Linked DNA regions of Mus musculus: regions 2, 3, 4, 5, 6 and 7 are each linked to region 1. The links are chromatin contacts, called in public HiChIP or PLAC-seq and promoter capture Hi-C maps. All regions are on one chromosome and are shown on one strand. The core of a region is the stretch at or near the end of the contact, and the rest is flanking DNA. Distances in the headings are between cores, read along the strand shown. Region 1 holds the start of Tab1 (TGF-beta activated kinase 1/MAP3K7 binding protein 1). Region 2 holds the start of H1f0 (H1.0 linker histone). Region 3 holds the start of Lgals2 (lectin, galactose-binding, soluble 2). Region 4 holds the start of Slc25a17 (solute carrier family 25 (mitochondrial carrier, peroxisomal membrane protein), member 17). Region 5 holds the start of Micall1 (microtubule associated monooxygenase, calponin and LIM domain containing -like 1). Region 6 holds the start of 4930483J18Rik (RIKEN cDNA 4930483J18 gene). Region 7 holds the start of Nol12 (nucleolar protein 12).

What was found. Promoter capture Hi-C pulls out the DNA fragments that hold promoters and counts their contacts. HiChIP or PLAC-seq counts read pairs in DNA pulled down with a chosen protein or histone mark.
Region 2: a contact with region 1 is called in a promoter capture Hi-C map of pre-B cells, with 3 times the contacts expected there. The contact joins the promoter of H1f0 here to the promoter of Tab1 in region 1. A contact is called at or near these places in 2 of 39 promoter capture datasets (liver and pre-B cells).
Region 3: a contact with region 1 is called in a promoter capture Hi-C map of liver, with 2.3 times the contacts expected there. The contact joins the promoter of Lgals2 here to the promoter of Tab1 in region 1. A contact is called at or near these places in 2 of 39 promoter capture datasets (both in liver).
Region 4: a promoter capture Hi-C map of pre-B cells shows a contact between it and region 1, with 3 times the contacts expected there. The contact joins the promoter of Slc25a17 here to the promoter of Tab1 in region 1. A contact is called at or near these places in 3 of 39 promoter capture datasets (hippocampal neurons, liver and pre-B cells).
Region 5: a contact with region 1 is called in a promoter capture Hi-C map of liver, with 4 times the contacts expected there. The contact joins the promoter of Micall1 here to the promoter of Tab1 in region 1. A contact is called at or near these places in 2 of 39 promoter capture datasets (both in liver) and 1 of 484 Hi-C or Micro-C datasets (B cells).
Region 6: an H3K27ac HiChIP or PLAC-seq map of microglia shows a contact between it and region 1, with 8 times the contacts expected there. The contact joins the promoter of 4930483J18Rik here to the promoter of Tab1 in region 1. A contact is called at or near these places in 3 of 39 promoter capture datasets (3T3-L1-derived adipocytes, hippocampal neurons and pre-B cells), 1 of 115 datasets of contacts at active chromatin or transcription factors (microglia) and 1 of 9 other capture datasets (liver).
Region 7: a promoter capture Hi-C map of liver shows a contact between it and region 1, with 6 times the contacts expected there. The contact joins the promoter of Nol12 here to the promoter of Tab1 in region 1. A contact is called at or near these places in 1 of 39 promoter capture datasets (liver) and 1 of 115 datasets of contacts at active chromatin or transcription factors (pancreatic cancer cells).

What each region holds. Positions count from the first base shown.
Region 1 is chr15:80,131,828-80,134,649 of GRCm38.p6, forward strand. Tab1 (TGF-beta activated kinase 1/MAP3K7 binding protein 1) reads left to right here and starts at 1,319. Exons shown (of 11, transcript NM_025609.3): 1 at 1,319-1,361. The coding sequence starts at 1,329. Gm31253 (a long non-coding RNA gene) reads right to left here. Exons shown (of 3, transcript XR_384256.4): 1 at 2,801-2,822.
Region 2 is chr15:79,026,764-79,029,463 of GRCm38.p6, forward strand. H1f0 (H1.0 linker histone) reads left to right here and starts at 1,449. Exons shown (of 1, transcript NM_008197.3): 1 at 1,449-2,700. The coding sequence starts at 1,959. The coding sequence ends at 2,543.
Region 3 is chr15:78,854,186-78,856,885 of GRCm38.p6, forward strand. Lgals2 (lectin, galactose-binding, soluble 2) reads right to left here and starts at 1,344. Exons shown (of 4, transcript NM_025622.3): 1 at 1,287-1,344. The coding sequence starts at 1,292.
Region 4 is chr15:81,359,379-81,362,155 of GRCm38.p6, forward strand. Slc25a17 (solute carrier family 25 (mitochondrial carrier, peroxisomal membrane protein), member 17) reads right to left here and starts at 1,387. Exons shown (of 9, transcript NM_011399.3): 1 at 1,299-1,387. The coding sequence starts at 1,352.
Region 5 is chr15:79,107,659-79,110,479 of GRCm38.p6, forward strand. It overlaps Micall1 (microtubule associated monooxygenase, calponin and LIM domain containing -like 1), which reads left to right and starts at 1,325. Exons shown (of 16, transcript NM_177461.1): 1 at 1,325-1,771. The coding sequence starts at 1,626.
Region 6 is chr15:81,189,274-81,192,309 of GRCm38.p6, forward strand. It overlaps 4930483J18Rik (RIKEN cDNA 4930483J18 gene), which reads left to right and starts at 1,580. Exons shown (of 2, transcript NR_015603.1): 1 at 1,580-1,732; 2 at 2,544-3,036. It overlaps Mrtfa (myocardin related transcription factor A), which reads right to left and starts at 1,463. Exons shown (of 14, transcript NM_001082536.2): 1 at 1,234-1,463.
Region 7 is chr15:78,933,596-78,936,463 of GRCm38.p6, forward strand. It overlaps Nol12 (nucleolar protein 12), which reads left to right and starts at 1,338. Exons shown (of 6, transcript NM_133800.3): 1 at 1,338-1,480. The coding sequence starts at 1,395.

The DNA.
Region 1 (2,822 bases), core at 69-2,568:
ATCTGCAGGGATCTTTGACACACTTCTTCCCATCAGCACTGTCTTTTTATTGTTGTTGTTTTCTCGAGACAGGGTTTCTCTGTGTTGCCCTGGCTGTCCTGGAATTCACTCTGTAGACCAGGCTAGCCCCGAACTCAGAAATTCGCCTGCCTCTGACTCCTAAGTGCTGGGATTAAAGGCATGTGCCACCACACTGGCCCATCAGCACTGTCTTAGGCCATTTCCTGTTGCTTTAATAAAATGCTTGATACTGGGGGGCTGGAGAGATGGCTCATCGGCTAAGAGCACTGACTGCTCTTCCAGAAGTCCCGAGTTCAAATCCCAACAGCCACATGGTGCCTCACAACCGTTTCTAATGGGACCTATGGGATCTGGTGTGTGAAGACAGTTATAGTGTACTCATACATAAATACACAAATCTTTTAAAAAAATTGATACTGGATTATTTATTCATTTAATGAAACAGGGTGTCATATAGTAGTCCATGCTGGTATCAAACTTCTGGTCCTCCTGTCTCTTCTTGTTGTTGTTTTTGTTTTTTTTTTTCAAGACAGGGTTTCTCTGTATAGCCCTGGCTGTCCTGGAACTCACTCTGTAGACCAGAAATCCGCCTGCCTCTGCCTCCCAAGTGCTGGGATTAAAGGCGTGTGTCACCACGCTCGGCTCCTCCTGTCTCTTCTTAAGGGATGGGATTACAGGACTCAAATTTATAATCCCCCTGCCTCAGTCTCCTAAACTCTGGGATTACAGTTGTGACTCTCCAAATCGAGCTTCCGCACCGTGCTTCTAGAACAAACAGACTCTTCCTTTGGGCACTGGCCAGTCACGCCAAGTGGCCTGCAATTACATTGCCAGCTAACACTACACTCCCATGTTACCGTCCATAAATTTAACTTCTGAGAATTTACAACTACTCGGAATTGCAGTCTTCTCCAAATCTAACTTCAGCTAGTTTGGCATTGGGGTGGCCTCCATTATAAGATCAGGCAGTCAGTCACCCACTACTCTTGTAAACTGAATCATTCGTTCTCTCTTGCTCCCTCCTCGCTAAGCCGCTTTAAATAGGATCTCAGGATCTCCATCGGGGTGAAAAAAAAATCCGGGAGAAAGCACACCCATAAAGACCCCAGGAAACAAGAAAGTCGAAGAAAGTAGGCTGATGGGGTTGGGGGTGGGGTGGGGGCAAGAGCCGCGCTTGCTCAAGGCGCCTCTGCTGCGCCTCCTCCGCTCCGCCGGGGGCGCTGTGGATAAGCTCCGCGGCAGCCCGAGCCGCTCTAGCCCCTCATCCCGCCACTCCGAGAGCCTGGCGCGCCGCGGGGTCCTCCAAGATGGCGGCGCAGAGGAGGAGCCTGCTCCAGAGTGTGAGGAAACCGACCCGCTCTCCGGGCTGGGAGGGTTGGGAGCTCGGGTGTGTCCTCGGGTGCAGGAACTGTTGTCTTTAGATGGCAGAGCATGGCCCTCTCGCCCCAGAGGCCTTTGGGGGCTTGCAGCGCGCGAGACCCACAGCCGGCTGGCGCCGCGCCTGTTCTGCGCGTGCGCGTCGCAGGCTGGGGCCTCTAGGGGGTCAAGGGCGCCGGGGTCCTGCGGAGTGGGAGCGTCCTCGAGCCGGAAGGGGACGTGGCGCCGCCGAGCGGGCCATCCGGAGCGTGGACACGACTAATAATAAATAGCCCCCCGCTTGTGTAAGGCGTGCTGTATCTCTGGCATTGTGTGGACCGCCTCGCGTTTATAAGCTTCGCCAGCAGCACCGGAGAATAGTTAGCGACTAAAAGTTTTTACAGACGAGGAAACCGAGGTCAGGCAGCTGGTGAGCGGCAGAGGCAGAGGCAGGATTAAAATAGTCTGGTTCCAGAAACACCCCTAAGGTTTAGGCTCCTCAAGTGAGGGCGTAGGGTTTTACTTCTGCCTCCCAGTTCACCGGGTCCCGTTGAAGGTTGGCTCCAGGCACCCCGACCTGGTCATCTGGACCTCCACGGTTTGATGTAGTCTACCCGTCCCTGCATCTTTCTCACATATGTGCAGTTACACATGTATGTATGTTAGCTCAGAGTACTGTTTGGATCTGCCAGGACAGGGCGGGGATCCCTTGGCCTTCCTTACCGTGGCACTCTGTAGGAGTTGCCTCTGGATGTCTGCTTCCTTGAAGACCAGCGCCTCTTAGCATGTTGACTTCACCACCCTACCACCCTTGCATGCTAGGTGCTTGGTCAGTGTCTGTCACAGAATGAGGAAATTGGTCAGGAACTAGGTCTTGGCTTTTCAAGGGTGGGGGGAAGTAGCTTGCCTGGCCTAGAGGATCTGAAGCCAGAGGGAGACGTGGGGGAAGAGAGAGATGGCTTTCCCTTCACTATTGTGTGCCTGCTCGGGCCTTTTGTAAAACCCTGGGAGTAAAGAGGTCTGGCTCTCTGTTTTGTAAGGTCCCAGAGGGCAAGGCCCTTGTATAAATGTCCCCATTGTAGAAAGCGTCTGGGGAACACTGATATGATTGTGACCTTGAGAGAAAGAGGGGCTGGGAAAAAAATAGTGACTGATGCCGACTGAGTTGGCTTGCTAACAAGAGAAAGGTCGACTGGGTCAAGTATCTTCTGTCTCTTCCTTGTGATGGGACCCAAAGAACACCAGTTAGGGCAGAGTGTAGGCTTTTCCCAGCACACAGAGAATGTGTTCTCTGTGTATGCTGGCGGACTTTAAAAAGGGGGAGGGAGGGCCGGCTTTAACCCGTAGTGTCTTGATGCTAGGGAAGGAACAGGAAAAGATAACTGTGTAAGGCCCCTTCCATCCTCAGGATGAAAGGACATACCTACTGAGAGGAATCCCGGTGT
Region 2 (2,700 bases), core at 199-2,698, 1.1 Mb before region 1:
TGTGCCTGGTCTCAGGGACTCCCAAGCCCAGTAACCCTTTCCCCACATCTCCCCCAAATTCAAAGCTCCCTCATCTAAGCTGCTCCTTCTGGTGTGACAAACAGCCCCAGGCCTTAGCAGAGGTTAGTTCATCTTGATCAGCTACAATTCCCCACTCCCAGGTTAATGTTTAATTAAACACTTTCGTGCCTTTTTGCTAGGGAATAAAAACACCAGGGTCCGGGGATCCAGCTCAGGTAGGCAATACCACCAGAACCCTACGGAGCCGCTGCCAAGAGGTCCTAACATTGTGAGTAGGATGTCTGCAGCAGACAAGAGGTTCTGGGCTCTCTGGGGGTCTCTTCGGCAAATCTCGGAGCCTCTAAACTCTCTCGGAGCCTAGGACTCCCAACAGCCCCAGGTCGGACTACAGATGGTGGCGCCCCTTGCTCACTTGGTGGATTTTTGCCAAGCAGGGCGGGAAAGATGGATACATTTTAACAAAGACATGGCATCTTCCCAGCAAAATGGCGGTGGTCGGGACCACGGCTCCCTGGTGGACTGCAAACCTCCTACACCTAAGTCACGACCAGGGAAAGGAGAACTCTCTCCTCGGCTTCTCCCGCTGCGCCCCATTTTTCCAAGTCTCTAAAAGCACAAGGAGCCTCTGCGCATCCTAAGGGTCCCCAGGATGTCTGATCAGAGCCATTGGACAGCACCTATGATAGAGACTGCACACACATCAAGCCACACCCCACCTTGAAGAGGCCAGTGGGAGAGGGGACCTTCACCCCTAGGGTGGGCCTGGGGGGTGGTGGTCCTGCTTCTTACATCCCCAAAACTCCCTAGCTAACAAGGCAGGCATGTAAATGAACTCATACTCAGATACATGGGAGATGTGGGGGGTCTTTGAGGAGAGCAGGCCGCCCGGGAGGCTTGTCCGCATCTTCCAGGGGTCCCAGGAAGCTTTGGGGGGCTCGGGCTCAGAGAGCAATCAACTCGCCGAGGTCCGGGGGTGCATCGAGGGGAGAAGGCGACTCAAGAGGGGGAAGGGACAAAGTTTGAAAGTGCCCTTCCAACTCTTTCAGGGAAAGTTTCCTTGAGGGCCTCGCAGGCAGAGAGGGGGTAGGGGTGTCAGAGGAGCTGTGGTCGGGTGACCCCCGAGAGGTGACCGGACCCTGGGGAGGCGACCCCTCCCCCCTTGTCCCGACTCGGCCCGGCTGGGAGTCGCCCAGCTCAGGGCCGCGTGTGTTAGTTGGGGCCGCTTCTGAGCCGCTCCGCCAGGTTGGGGGACCCCGCAGGCATCCGGGAGTGGGGCTCCTGGTAGTCCCAGGGGGGAGCTTTCCGACGGGGGGTCTCAAGCCCCGGGGCTCCCCGGCTCCGCAGAGCCAGCCCCCCGCAAAGGGGAAATGTGCCGGCGCCCCAGCGCTCCTCGGCGCCGTTTGAGGCTCGTGGCGGGCGCGGGGGGCGGCGGCCGGGGCGCCAGGGTCCCCAGAAGGGAAGCCTAGGGAGCCGGGCAGAGACCTCGAGAGACGGCGGGCAGCGGGAAGGCCCGGGCCGCCGGGAAAGGTCGAGTTTGCTCGGCGGAAGAAACACAGATGGCGGCAGCGCGGCGCCATTCCGGGCCGGGAGCAGGCAGCCAGCAGCCCAGTCCTCACCGCGGTCCGCCCGCCGCCGCTAAATACCCGGATGCGCCGCCCGAGCGCCAGACGCAGAGCTGGGAAAAGGGAGGCTGTGGAGGCGGAGGCAGCGCCAGGCGCCGGGCGAGCGACCGAACGGTGGGGGCTGGGAGCGCAGAGCAGCTCGCGACCCGCGCCGGGAGGACAGGAGCCACGCGTAGCCCGCGTCCCCGGCAGCCGCACTTGCGTCTGGCCTGCTAGTGGAGCGGGAGAGCAGATCGCGAGTCAGGTTCTGCACAGCCTCCGGCGAGGGCTGGCCCATCGGAAGGCTCCTTGAACAGTGGGAGCAGGCCGGCCACCATGACCGAGAACTCCACCTCCGCCCCGGCGGCGAAGCCCAAACGGGCCAAGGCTTCCAAGAAGTCCACGGACCACCCCAAGTATTCAGACATGATCGTGGCTGCTATCCAGGCAGAGAAGAACCGTGCCGGCTCCTCGCGCCAGTCCATCCAAAAGTATATCAAGAGCCACTACAAGGTGGGTGAGAACGCCGACTCCCAGATCAAGTTGTCCATCAAGCGCCTAGTGACCACCGGTGTTCTCAAGCAAACCAAAGGGGTGGGCGCCTCGGGGTCCTTCAGGCTGGCCAAGGGCGATGAGCCCAAAAGGTCGGTGGCTTTCAAGAAGACCAAGAAGGAAGTCAAGAAAGTGGCCACTCCAAAGAAGGCAGCCAAGCCCAAGAAGGCTGCCTCCAAAGCCCCAAGCAAGAAACCCAAAGCCACCCCTGTCAAGAAGGCCAAGAAGAAGCCGGCTGCCACGCCCAAGAAAGCCAAAAAGCCCAAGGTTGTCAAAGTCAAACCAGTCAAGGCCTCCAAACCCAAGAAGGCCAAAACCGTGAAGCCCAAAGCCAAGTCGAGTGCCAAGAGGGCCAGCAAGAAGAAGTGAAGACTTTGCTTGGGGACACTCCTTCCTCCCTCCTGTTTTCTGTAAATACATTTCCTCACTTGATTCCATCTGCAACCCTTTGCCCATTCTATTCTGACTTTATTAAAGAGGACAGAGTTTGGATCCCTCATACAGACATTGTGGAATGACTCCTTTT
Region 3 (2,700 bases), core at 94-2,593, 1.3 Mb before region 1:
GTCCCATCTCATACACATCAGGGAGAACCAGCTGCCCGAGAGAGGGACATCAACTTGTCCAAAGTCACACCAGAAACTTCACAGGAGCCAGATCGGAACACAGGCTCTCGAGAGTGTGCCAATACTCTTGCAATATGTAGATATTAGCCACCTATGGTTTCATCTTGAGCCTCAGTTTCCCTCCCTCCATACTTCTCTCCCTCCCTTCTTCCTTTTCTCTTTCTCTCTTTTTTCTTTCTTTCTCTCTCTCTCTCTCTTTCCTTCCTTCCTTCCTTCCTTCCTTCCTTTTCTTCCATTCTCTCTCTCTCTCTCTCTCTCTCTCTCTCTCTCTCTCTCTCTCTCTCTCTCAACAGGATCTCAGTATGTAGCTGGAACTCATTATATACACCAGGCTGGCCTCAAACTCAGAAATCCCCCTGCCTCTGGCCTTTGAATCCTGGGCTTGCCAGTTGCGCCGTCACATCCAGTTTATGCAGTGCTGGAGATCAAACCCTGGGCTATATGCATGGTGGACAAGCACTTTACCCACTCAGCTTGTTCCATGCAGTTCCTCTGGAAGCGTGATATTTTCTGGTGCTGGAGTTCCAACCCAGGGCCTTGCACTGGCTAAATCACCGCACATGCTATATCGTTGGTCTGGGCCCTTCCCCCAGCCCCTGCCCTACAACTCTCATCTTTATGAGACTCAGTAGAGGTCGGCAGTAATAATTAATACGACTGTTGCTGTCCTCAAAGAGGGAAAGGAAAGTTCTGGCCCTGAACTTGGTGGTGACAGAGAGACAGACAGCTTCAATGCTAAGGGTTTGAGAGATTATCCACCAGTTTTCTTCTTTTAGTTTTAGAGACAGGGTCTCTCTACATAGCTCTGGCTATCCTGGAGCTCACTCTCTATAGACCAGGCTGGTCTTGAACTCAGAGATCCTCCTGCCTCTGTCTCCCTAGTGCTGGGATTAAAGGCATGTGTCACCAGCTTGGCAACCCAGCTTTCTTTTTGGTTCTCCGGGAGAAACTGACACAAAGAGAAGGGTGGCAATAATGGACCCCAGAAGCCGGGTGGTGGTGGCACTTGGGAGGCAGAGGCAGGTGGATTTCTGAGTTCAAGGCCAGCCTGGTCTAAAAAATGAGTTCCAGGACAGCCAGGGCTACACAGAGAAACCTTGTCTTGAAAAAACAAACAAACAAACAAATAAATAAACAAACAATGGACCCCAGAACCCCCCAACCCACACACTCTAGCAAAGACACATGAGCAGAAGGAAGTGGGTGCAGAGGGCCAGCATCCTCACCGACATGGTGACAGCTCCTGGCCACAGCTCTCCCAGTTGCTCCTAGAGGTTTGTGCTCAAGGTATCCCCTCTTGGTCAGGCTTATAATCCCAGAGTATTACACATTAACCACCCCGAGGCCATAAATAAGGACTTTGGACCTTTATCTCCTAATATCACCCGGTCTGTATATGCAGGCACTCACTCAACAAACAGGAAGATGGCTCCTCACTCACTCTGACTCGATCGTGAGCATCCCTCTGGCCCCGCTTCTGGCAATTCCTACCAGCCTCCGTGGTCAGTACTCCACAAAGCCCAAGGGAGGATGCCCTAGTGCCACCCCCACACAAACCACAAACACCCCGATCTTGGCAGGCCATCCAACCTCTTTGCTGAGCCCAGCTCCTACAACCACAAAAAGACAGGCTGGCTCTGTTAAAAGATGTCCAAGCTTCTAATTTTCAGTGTGTCTGTGAGTCATTCAAAGACTTTTTTCTCCCTTCTCTCATCCATGCTTTTTCTGATTATACATATAATTTGTTTCTTTTTTTTTCTTCTTGTGAAACAGAGTCTGACCATTTAGCCCAGGTTAGCCTTGGACTCTCTATTCTCACACTTCTGCCCCAAGTGCTGGGATTACAGGCAGGAAACACTATATCTGGCTGCACACATTTTGCTTCAAAAGTGGTAGATTCACATCTAGGGCCAGTGAGATGGCTCGACGGATAAAGGTGCCTGCTGCCAAGCCTAACCACCGGGGTTTGCTTCCCGGAGCTCACATGATGGAAGGAAAGAACCAACTCTTGCAAGGTGTCCCCTCTGACCTCCACACATGGACCATGGCACATGTGCACACACAAATAAGTATAACTGAAGTGCTTAAAAACGGGCGGAAGAAGATGCCAAAAGTCAACTATTCTGCGAGGGCTGGGTGGTTCAGTGGTGTGCTGTATCCTCAGGATGCATGCCCTGTGGCTTCCATCCCTGGCACCATGCACAAAAGAGCTTGGTTCTGCTGGGACACAGACCAAACGTGCAGGAGGGAACCCAAGGGTTCGGGACACTGGGGGTTTCTGTCCTTCGCCCTTTATGCCTATGAATTTTGTGGTAGTTGGGGTCCATATACACAATTAGATACTGTCAAGAGGAAGAAACCTGACGTAGTTCCTCTGCTGGGAGGGAACCTGTGCTGCCCGTCCTTCCAGTGGGTTTGTACCACAGACAGGTCTCTACAGTTGTTTATCCTACTTCATTTGGGAACACTGAGGCTCACAGATCTGCACTTCAGAATCAGATGTCGCTGGCTGTGAAACACTCCAGCTCTCCAAGGCTTAGTTTATAGAAGCCATGTCCTACCTCTGAGCACTACTTCATCTTAGTCTGCCCCATTAAAAAACGCTACTCCCAGGCTGGAGAGATGGCTCAGTGGTTAAGA
Region 4 (2,777 bases), core at 137-2,636, 1.2 Mb after region 1:
TGTCAGACACAAGCAACCCTAAGCTACACCCAAGCTATCATTAAATCCTGGTGGTTCTTATAAATCCATTCCAGGCAAATGCTCTCTTACCCCTTCCACCAATAGGTCACAGCCATCTCTTGCCTGAGAGAGATGTGCCTTCCGTATTCTACTCTCCACAGGGCAGCAGAGAGGATCGGGTTTGAAATGTCAATCAGTAAGTGCAACCACTGACCCTTTCCTACACAAAGTCATGAATCATTTGGCCCCCCATTTGCATTTCCACTTCAGTCAAACAGGTCCCTATGACCAACTGAAAACATGTCACAACAAACTTCCACCCCAGTTCTTTCATAACGAGCAAAAGGCACTTCTGGTTGATTTAAAGGAACGCGACTCTTTTGAATAAGACACCATGTAATATTCCCTCACCTACTTCTCAAGGTCTAGAAGAAAAGTGTAATATTTTCTTCCCTCTTCATAGATTACAAACGTGAGATTTGAGATTACCTGGTAAACATATGATAGAATTGGAATTAAAAAACTCAGATTACTCTTCACCGGAACATAAGCTGTCTGAATGGATAGGAATGGTCCACGGTGACTCTACATGGCTAAAGGTACATGCTGGGAGTTAGGGAAGAACATGGGAAACAGTCTGAGGAAAAGAACCAGAGGAGGAATGTTACCTGTGCCAAGAATGTGAAGTTTCAGGGAAAAGGGAAGTGTCAAATGGAAGGAACTTAGATACCTCTAAATCGAAGAACAAAGCACTTAACTCACAGTAACTATACAGGTAGTACATAACACCACCGATCTTGACTTAAAAAATAAACAAACAAACACCCTATCTTTTCCTGGCAATAAGGCTGACTAGGAATGTTCCATTAGCTATTGCCACTTGCCTGGGATAAGGTGTGACACCAGGCTGGCAGTAGACTTACAGCAAGCACCCCATCTTCACACTTAGTTTTTCCGCAGGACCAATTTGGACGAAGTTTGTGTGCAGTGAGAGTTGGGTAAGGGAAGGGTTGGCCTTAAACTTTTAAACTTCAGAAGGCAAAGAAAATAGCAATTATCTTCTTCCCTATTCCCTCTGGACCTTTGTGACTGATAGTCCAGACAGTCTCTGGGAAAGTCCAGAGGGGACTGCGGCAGAGGGTGGCTCCTGGCCTCGCCCTCCCTCTTGTAGCAGCAACTTTCCATTTATGCCCGTCCTTTTCGTTCCAGTTGTGACAGATTCGGTCCCCACATCTCCCCCGTGCCCTTCTCCCCGACCCATCCCGAGATTTACTTCGAAGCCCCAAACCCCTCCTCACCACGGCTCCGGCCACGGCGTGTACCAGACTTTCGTAGGACAGCACAGAGGCCATGGTGCCACACTTTTCACTCAGGCGCCTCAGAGTGTGCGGGTTCGTGAAAGGACCGTCTCAAGCCCCACCTCTCAGAAGTCTCCCCCGCCTCCACCAGAACGACTGCTTCCGGGTCACAGACTGCCCTGGTTCGCTGGGGAGAACAGCCGGGGAGGCGAGTGTGAAATGCCCAGGAACGCCCCTGAACATCGATTGGTCCGGATCGGTCAAGGGGCGGAGCAATGCTCAGTGGCTATGGAAGGATCTGTGTTCTGAGCACCCCCTGCAAAGGTTCCTAGCCCCTCAGTCTGTCAGTGTGCTTGCACACTAAATTGGTTAGTCAAGCCCATAAAACGGGAGGACATAAAAGTCCTTAATGACTCCTGCACCCCAGTTCCTTGCAAAATATATGTTGGCAGGCTCAGTTGTTAGTGCTTGCTTAGCATGACTACCAGCAAACCATAAACACCAGTAAACACAGTACTCAGGAAGTGGAAAGAGGATCTGGGGACTGAAGAGTTGGCTCAGTTAAGAACAAGTACTGCTTTTGCAGAGGATCCTCGTTTAGGTCCCAGTATCCCAAGCAAGTATAGTTCCAGGGGGTCTGACCTTCTCGGGTTTCCGCGCACACTAAGACATACACACACACACACACACACACACACACGACTAAATAATTTTGTTAAAAGAATTTAGTACAGAGTCACCCTCAGCTACAGAGAGAATTTGAGATTAACCTGGGCTGAGACTCGTCTCAAAACAAAAGCCAAAACAGACCTAAACCCTAAAACGTAGCCTGTAATCCCAGTACCATGGATGCTGAGAAGTGGAGTTGGCTAGCCAGAACTATAGAAACAGCGTCAAAACAAAAGCAACCCTCCAGGATAAGCTGATAGCCATAGATAAGGGGGTGGGTCAATATCTCCAACCTTCGTTTCTCCATTCAGCCATCCCAACACCCGCTGCGAGATATAGAATCAAGGCTCTGAGGCCCGGTAGTTAAACCTCTAGCATAGTTTGTTTAAACTGACAATTTGGGGCTGTATAGATATAGCTCAGCAGCTAAGAACGCTTGCTCTTCAGTTGCTATCACACAACCCTCTATGTCCCTCGGGACAGACGCCACAGCTTTCTGTCCTCTGAAAGAATCCAGGACTGCTTACATAAATGCACTCATGCACATAAAGGTAAATCTAAAAGCAAAGTCAGTATTTTACCCTTCCACTGTGATAGTCTTAAGGTTTCTATTCCTGCACAAAACATCATGACCAAGAAGCAAGTTGGGGAGAAAAGGGTTTTATTCAGTTTACATTTCCACATTGCTGTTCACCACCAAAGGAAGTCAGGACTGGAACTCAAGCAGGTCAGGAAGCAGGAGCTGATGCAGAGGTCATGGAGGGATGTTTCTTACTGGCTTGCTCAGCTTGCTTTCTTATAGAACCCAGG
Region 5 (2,821 bases), core at 75-2,574, 1.0 Mb before region 1:
CCTTCAAGCCATGTATGAACACTTGAGCCATTCTGCCCAGTTTTTTTTTTTGGGGGGGGGGCGGTTTCAAGACAGGGTTTCTCTGTGTAGCCCTGGCTGTCCTGGAACTCACTCTGTAGACCAGGTTGGCCTCGAACTCAGAAATCCACCTGCCTCTGCCTCCGAGTGCTGGGCTTACAGGCATGCACCACCAATGCCCAGCTTCTGCCCAGTTTTTAAGTTTTGAAACAAGTCTCTTGTAGCCCAGGCTGGCAAGCACCTCTCGGGCATAAACTACAAGGCTCTATCTTCATTTTCAAGATATGAAACTATAATTCAAGGTGACACAAGATCACGTTGCTGGGGAGGGAGGGAACCAGGATTTGAGCCTGGGTTAACAGAACTCCAAAATCCTGTTTCAGATGACTAAAACCCTGTTCATTCCCTCAGAAGGGAGCAGCAGACTCATTCCTACAAGCTACACATAGGTCAGAGTGATGTCACCATCTCTGCGGGGCTGATTCATCAGCCTGGGTTTATTTAGGAGGCGCCTCTGGGGGAGGGGTCTCCTGGTGGGGTCTTGAAGAAACTATCAAACCAGGCGTTGGAAGCAGAGGTTTTCCTCTGTGTCGGTTTCTAGGTCCTTTCAGCAAGAGCCCAGCCATTCTAAAAGTTGAAGAGACAGAGCCCCGGAAGGATCTATGATCCCCTAGTTTACACGGAGAGAGGGAACCAGAAAGGACCAACTTGGTTGTGGGGTCCCCAGCCTGTCATACTACATAGCTCTCTGGCCTGGTGGTAGTAAAGGTGTTTGGATCCCCTAGGCAGGCCGTGGGGGGAGGGGCGGGCGTTCGAAGTGTTGTAGCGCGGTGGGGTATGGAAGAAAGCTGGTGGCCATCTGGAGGTCTGGGATCTGTGGGGAAAGTGCCTCGACTTTCAGACCAGTCGTGGGTGTGGTTCAGAGAAGTCAGTGAGGAGAATCTGAAGGTTCCTAAGGGTGAGCTTGAGGCAGGCTAGCAGCAAAGCCAGAGTGTCCCACCTCTTGGGGTAGGAGGGCCTGGGGAGACTGCGGGGTGGCGTTGGGGAGGGGCTAGCCAGCGAGGAGTTGTCCCTTCTTCCAGGAGGGGCTCCCCAAGGGAAGGGTTGACTCGATCTGGAGGAGAGGGGCTATGTGGGGCGTCCGCCCTTCCGGGGAAGGGGCTCGACGGCGGGGGCGGGGCCGCAGGGTGGGGCCCCATCCTCCTCGCGCTCCCCCGCGACGCGGGCGGGCAGGGGCGGGGACGGAGGCGGTGGGCGCCCGCGGCCGGCCCACAATGAGGACAGCGGGCCGCGGTGAGTAAGCGGCGGCCGCCCGGGCCGGGCCACGCGGGGCGGAGGCTTCGCGGGCAGGTCGGGGCAGGCTGGCCGGGCGGGGTCGGGAGCCGAGTCCGCAGCCCTAGCCGCGCCAGAGCGGAGCGAAGACACCGAGGCCCCGCCCCGGCCGCCGGTGGCGCCCCGACCTCCGAGCCGCGCCGCAGACACAGCCGGAAACTGGCCCTGCCGGAGCGCAAGCGGCAGCCCAGTGCCACCTGACCCCGAGTCGGAGCCACACGAACCGGAGCCCAAGTCCGAGCCCCAGTCCGGGCCGTCTCCGAGCCGGGCCTGCCATGGCGGGGCCGCGGGGCGCTCTCCTGGCCTGGTGTCGCCGCCAGTGCGAGGGCTACCGCGGCGTGGACATCCGCGACCTGAGCAGCTCCTTCCGGGACGGCCTGGCTTTCTGCGCCATCCTGCACCGGCACCGGCCCGACCTGCTGTGAGTGCCCGGGGTGCGCGAGCGAGCACGCGGGGCTGGGGACCGCCGCTCCCCTCAATGACGCGGTGGCACGCGCCGCCCTGAGAGGTCCGGGACCTCACACCCGCCGCTTCTGAACGCGGAGCAGGGCCACCCGAGACCCCAAGACCGTGCACCCCCTCCCCCACCTCGGGCCACTGGTGTCAGGCTCTGACCTCTAAGAGGGAACTCTGACCCGTCCTTCGGGACGTCGTTACTCTAGGCTCCAGCAGAAATACTGAGCCTCGCTTCCTCCATTGGCGTCAGAGCATAGTAACCCCAAACTTGACTGTAGGAGATGAGAATATGCCACTCCCCCAGTTAGGCTTCCTTTAAGTTCGAGCTGGTCCCCGGGTGCTCTGGGAGGCTGACTTCTTTCTAATAGAAATTTACATCTTTGTAAGGGCACCTACCGGAAAGGGTCTTCAGAAAGAATGCGGCCCCAGATCACTTCCTACCTGGGAGAAGCTGCCGGGCTTCGGCTTTACTCACTTCCCCATCCTTCCCTCCCCTAGAAGACAAACCCCATTCCTTTCTATAGATAAGCGGCTATCATCCGGCACAGCAAGTCCCATATTTTGTGGGACTTCCGTGGGAATGTAGGTCATTAGTTTTAATTCTCTCTTCAGCTAGTTTGCCATTTACATTTAAGGCGCAAAGAACCTAGAGGGATGGAGGAGAAAGCTTTTGTAAGGCACTTTGGGCAGATACTCTGTAGGGCACTAACCCCGTTTCTGGCACAGGGTTCCTAGCTAAATGGCTGTCAGGTGACTGCGGGTACACTACTTCCCCAAACCACCTCGATAGGAATCTGTCTAGGTGTATGGTCCCGCGGCTCTGCTGGTTACAGTGGGGAACAAAGATGGAGCAGAAATTAGGAGCCAGGCAGGGGAGGTCTCTAGTGCAGCTGACAACTGCCAATCTGAAGCTTCCGGCTGGAATGTGGATCCCTCCTACCTGAGCTTCTCAGAAGGGTCTCCCCGGAAAATATAATCAGACCCACAGGACAACCAACCGAGGCGGCCTTCTACT
Region 6 (3,036 bases), core at 330-2,829, 1.1 Mb after region 1:
CTGTGGGCCAGTTGGCTGTACCATTTTACCCCTGGAAGGCAGTTCATTTTCAACAATAAAACTTCATAAGTGGACTTTTTTTGGTGGAAGGGGCTTCTACAGTAAAGCCCTTAAGTTTGACTTCTTGAACATAAAGATCAGGCTACAGGCTTTGGCTTCAGATCTCGAAAACTTACAATTTGGGGACATTCCGGACACTTTATGGATTTTAAAACTATGTGAACCCATGAAGCATAGGTGTAATTTCATCATATTTAAGTAATGAAGTTCACATTCTTAGTCTTCACACACTTTATGCCAAAGTATTCGGGCAAGCAGTAAACTGACCACCAGTCTGTCCTTTGGTTCTGTCATCTAACAAAGAGAAATCCTGACAAAGACAAGCTATACTGTACTCACACACCTATCCAGCAGTTCTCAACATCAGGATACTCGTCTTTTCTTGGATCCCTTCCTTGTATGTGTTGAACACCATTCCAAGCGTTTTATTACGAATTCTTTCATTTACTGTCTGCATTCCAATGTAATAGGTATTGTTAGTTCCATTTTCCAGATAAGCAATCTAAACGTAGGTTTGATAATCTAACAGGGAAAGCTCCAGCACTAACCACTCTATAGTATTAGTGTTTTCTTATGGAGCGAGGAGGGCGGAAGTCATCAAAGGTACATAGACAAACAGTCACACACACATACACACACACACACACACACACACACACACACACACACACACACGCGAGACGGACACTTCTTTGGCGGTCAAGTTTCAAATCTGCGGAGCCCTGCAGACCTGGAGGCACCCATGCTGCTATATGGTCGTCAGGTCCAGGTGAACCTCCTTGCCACGAGAAGCCTGCGGATTGCACCTGGATCCTCCAGGTTTGCACAAGGGCCGGGAGAAAGCGCTCGACCGGTCGGTCCCAAGCAGATTACACACACTCGGGGAGCAGCCAGGGCGGGAACCTAGCTGCTCCCTAGCCAGCACAGCCCTGCAAGGCGGTGCACAGGTGCACGGTCGCACTCGACTGTCCTGTCGAGTGACCAGGGCTTTGAGACCCCAGCCCCTTGGGAAAGGGCGGGACTGGAGTGGAGGACTGCGGGAGGCAATCCCGGGCTCGGAGCCTACAGCGGCCGGCCGGTCCAGGGCACACGCGGAAGGGTCGAGGGGAGAAAGGATGCTCGAGCGGGGCGGGGCCGGTGGGGGAGGGGGACCCTGCCCGAACTCTCACTCACCGCCTCGTTCGCCTCCTGGCCCGGGCTCCGCGGCTCGCCCCACTCCGGTGCCAGCCGCTCACGTATCCTCCCGAGCCTCTAGTACCAGTCAGACTGCACCAAGTTAGGGAGAGGTCCGCGCAAGCCGAGGGAGCGTGGCGAGCGGGAACGAGGGGGTGGGGAGGGTGGGACGGTCGTTCTTGCCGCCGGGGACACCGCAGACACGACCGCCGCCGGCTCCACTCAGCCACGGAAGCTGCGGGCCCTCCCACCACTCCGGGTCCCGCCTCCGCACCCTCCCCCCTACCCGCCTGGGAGCGACAGCCGTATCGACCAATCAGAAACCTAGCGCCGTTAGGGCTAGCCCGATTTAGGGGGCGTTCGCCGAAGGAAGAGGAACGAGGGAGGCTAGTACGGCGGCGCGACTTCTGTGACTGACATCATAGCGCAGCCAATCGGTAACTGAGAGATGACTTCATCGCTGAAGGAAGTCTGGAACTGGCGGAGCGGCCGCCAAGAGGTGGGAGGAGGTCGGCGATGAGCCGGGGGGCGGAGTCTGGGTCTTAAAGAAACCGTAACACATCTGATCACCCTGTCAAAGGGTGACCGCGGAGCTAGCTACCTAGGGTTCGGTGCCCAGCCTGGAGGTTTAATGCAAAAATCCTGCAGTCTTCATCTTGGTCCTTCCTCCTGTCTTTGCTCCGCCGGGACTCCCAAGTCGATTATTTCACATTCGCATTTCCCGAAAGGACACAATAAATGCCGCTCTGGCCTGGAGCCCTGAACTCTGTCATGTCCCTGCCCTTCCGTGGCCAAGCGCTTTTTTTCTCTGAGTCGGTTCTCCTCCGGTAAAAGGACTGACACCTACCTGCCTAGACTGTTGAGATTATTTATCAACAGCGGAAGCGCTTGCAGCTGGAGGGAAAGAGTTGAATGAACCCAGATTTTATCCGGGGCCTCACTGCACTAAATGAATCTGGGCGGCTCTTCCAACTTTAAAATTCTAAACTGCTGGTGTGTAGCCTAAAAGTGTGTGTATGTCTGTGTGTGTGTGGGTGTGTGGGTGTATGTGTGGGAGAGAGAGAGAGAGCATAACTGCATAAATCCAACATTTAAAGAGACTTATCTACTAAAGCGGTGAGACTAGTTAAAGCCCACCCGGTCAAGTTGCTAAGAGCCACTATGGAGGCCCCTTTTCTGGAACACCACCCCTTCCCCCCAACAAAGGGGGAGAGCGCTGAAAAGGAGAAATAATTCGGACTTGGTGCCTTAGTGTTTCCGAAACACTTTCCCTTGGGAGATATAAACAACCGTCTATCTCCTCCTTTTAGGCCACCATCCACTGGATAAACTGAAGTATGATTGCCCCAGAGTCCAACGTGGAAAACCAGTGAGTTTATTGGGCTTGCTAAGAAATCATGGCTGGCCCCCAAAGCAGCGAGACCACCAAAAAGTTGCACCCCAGCATGGATGATGATGTCCCCATAGCTGCGTAGATGACATACACAGTTCAGTTAAACTTCCATAATCTACACAACTCTAGCCAAGTCACAAGACCTCAAGCAGCTAGGGCAAAATTGAGGACTTGAGAGATTCCTCTCCCCAATGAGCGGGGGGATGTTGGAGGAGGTAACTGGGATCCAGCAAGGATTCAGAGAAGCCCCCCCTAAGTCCTTCCGTCAATGCAGGAACATCTACAGTCAACAAGCCCAGTCTTGAGGGGCTCTTGCAAGATAGCTGTGCTTTTGCAAGGACAGAGCTGCTGGACACAAGGAAAAAGAAAGAAGGTTCTGGAGAACAGAGTCCCCAGTGTGAGAGCAAGGG
Region 7 (2,868 bases), core at 88-2,587, 1.2 Mb before region 1:
CCTGCTCTCCCCCCACCCCGTTTGGCTTTGGTTTTTTGAGACAGGATTTCTCTGTGTAGCCCTGGCTGTCGTGGAACTTACTCTGTAGACCAGGCTGGCCTCGAACTCAGAGATTTCCCTCTGCACCAACTGAGTCTGGGAGAATATTGTGTTATGCACTTCTGACCCGACACACTTGTCCCACCACAGTCACGGCTCTCAGTTTGCTGCACGCAGGAGCAATATTCAGGGTCACCAGAGAATGTTCTAGAAATGGACATTCTGGGGCCCTGCCAAGTGTGTTGAACCCTGAACCCTCAATTTGGATTTCAGCAAGCCTTTAAGTGCATGCCAGAGTTCCAGGGCCACCTCTTTACAGCCTTACAAAGTCACTACAATGATCTCTATTTTATAAATAGGAAAGTGAGACACAAAGAAAAAGGCAATTTGGGGGCTGGAGAGATGACTCCAATGGTTAACAGTGCCTACTTGTCTTATAGAGGACCAAGGTTTGATTCTCAGTACCCACATGACTCACACACCATCTGTAACTCTAAGATTTATTTATTTATTATATGTAAGTCACTGTAGCTGTCTTCAGACACACCAGAAGAGGGAGTCAGATCTCATTAGGGATGGTTGTAAGCCACCATGTGGTTGCTGGGATTTGAACTCAGGACCTTCGGAAGCAGTCGGGTGCTCTTACCTGCTGAGCCATCTCACCAGCCCCCATCTGTAACTCTAGTTGCAGGGGATTTCATACCGTCTTCTGGCCTTGTAGGTCCTCATACAGTAGACCTAAACTCACTTAGGCACAGTATTTTTTTAATCTTACTTATTTATTTATAGACAGGGTCTCTTTATTGTCTAGCTCTGCTCTGGTTGTCCTGGAACTCACTGTGTAGCTTAGGCTGACTTTGATCCACCTGCCTCTGCCTCTCAGGTACTGGGATAAAGATGTATGCCACCTCCCCTAGCCCATAATTTATGATTTAATCTTTTTTTTTTAAAGGGGGGCAATTGCTTTTGAGTCACATACTTTGTAAAGGAATACCAGTGTTTGCATCTAGGCAGTTTCCCTCGCTCAAGGAAATCATGAAAGAGTTGACATCTGAATTCAATTAAGTTCAGTAATTCTTAGCGGTTTATAAATAACTCCAGATTGAGCGCTTGTTCGAGGCAGGTCAGATGATGGAATCGGGGAGCCTAGTTCTCACCGAAGCCATTCTGGGAGGATTGTTCAGAAGACCTGAACCAAAGCTGAGGCAGGACGGGAGGCTCCTTTAAAAGGTGGAGCCAAATCTGCGGAACTGTGGAACAAGGCCACGAAGAGCGCCCTACCGGAAATCTGAAACTGCTACACCCGGAAGTGTTTTAAAGTCAGAAGCGGCCACGCTGCCGGAAGCTTCACTGCAATGGGCCGCAACAAGAAGAAGAAGAAAAGAGATGGAGACGACCGGCGGCCCCGGCTCGTTCTCAACTTTGATGAAGAGAAGCGGCGGTGAGTGGCAGGGTGGAAAGAGACTCCCGTCGGGCTGCCGGGGGAAGCGCGCCAGGCACAGGGCGCGCACGCCCACGCGGAGGGTTCTTCCGGCCCCGCCCCTGGATGTAGCTGGAGCTCGCCTTCCTCTTTCCCCACCTCGGGGGATGGAGTCGCCCGCTCCTCCCTCGCTGTTTACGGCTCTCAGCGCTGCGCCTTGGACCACCGGAGTGCCGCGCCGTCTATTGTCACAGCCCATAGCTGGCTCCCAGTCGTTGTTGACGAAGGACGAGCCGATGGGATGAGAGAGGTTTAGTTCATTGATTCACGCACCAGACTGCGTGCCAGCCAAGCCTGAGACCAGAGGCTGAACTGCTTTTTAGTGTCACCGTAAATAGCACCTTGTGGTCTGATGGCTCTCAACCTGTGGGTCGCGACCCCCTTAAACCCATCGGAAAAGAGATAATATTTACATTACGATCCATAACAGTAGCAAAATACAGTTAAAACCCCTGGTGTAGTGTACCAACGGAAACCGTAATTGCAAAGCCTGGTAGTGCAGACCTATAATCCTAGCCATCCCGGATGCTGAGGCAGGAGGATTGCAAAGTAAAACCCTGTGCGGGAAAGTTCAAGAACGGTATGGGCATTTGGACAATTTGTCCCTGTCTCCAAGACAATATAAACGAATTAATTTATTAGACCATTTGCCTAGCTCGAATAAGGTACTAAGCGTAATTAACTTCCAATACAGCAAACTCAGGAACAGCAGAGATTAGACAGGAAGAAGGAAGCACGAGTCAGGAAGGTGGGGGCACTCCTAGGACCCGCCACACAGGACCCAGGTGGGTTCAGGAGTCAGGTGGCCTTGAGGACTGGTTGTTGGTTGGTTCAGTGAAAGAGTTTTGGGGTCTGGGTGAAGGCATTATTAGAAAGCCTTACTAGAAGTGACTCCTATGAAATAAAGTTTGCCAGTGTGGGAACAGTGACCACCAGCTCTGTGTATTGACCACCTGGCCTTTTGTGTACTTAGCAAGGGGCAGGAAGGCCAGGTGAGCTAGGTGACGTTTGGTTAGTGATGGAGCGCGTACTGAGACTATAGCTTCCAGCATAGGTGTGTGGTAGGTTATACCACCCAGGATTATTATGTAAGTACACTCTGATGGTCCAGCAAGGACTCACAACTCATTTCTCGAAGGTACCTTTGTCATTGAATGACTTGTGACTGCATTGTCTGTGACCTTGGATGAGTATCCTAGTCTCTTCCTCAGAGTCCCCATCTATAAATTAAGGGTTGGCTGTGAGAGGGTAAAATGGGTTGGTGGGTAGGAGAGAGTCAGGCAACTTATGGAGCTCTGTAGAGCCCTGCTTTCCTCCTGGCTCCTCCTGACTCCCCTGGCTTCTCCCCT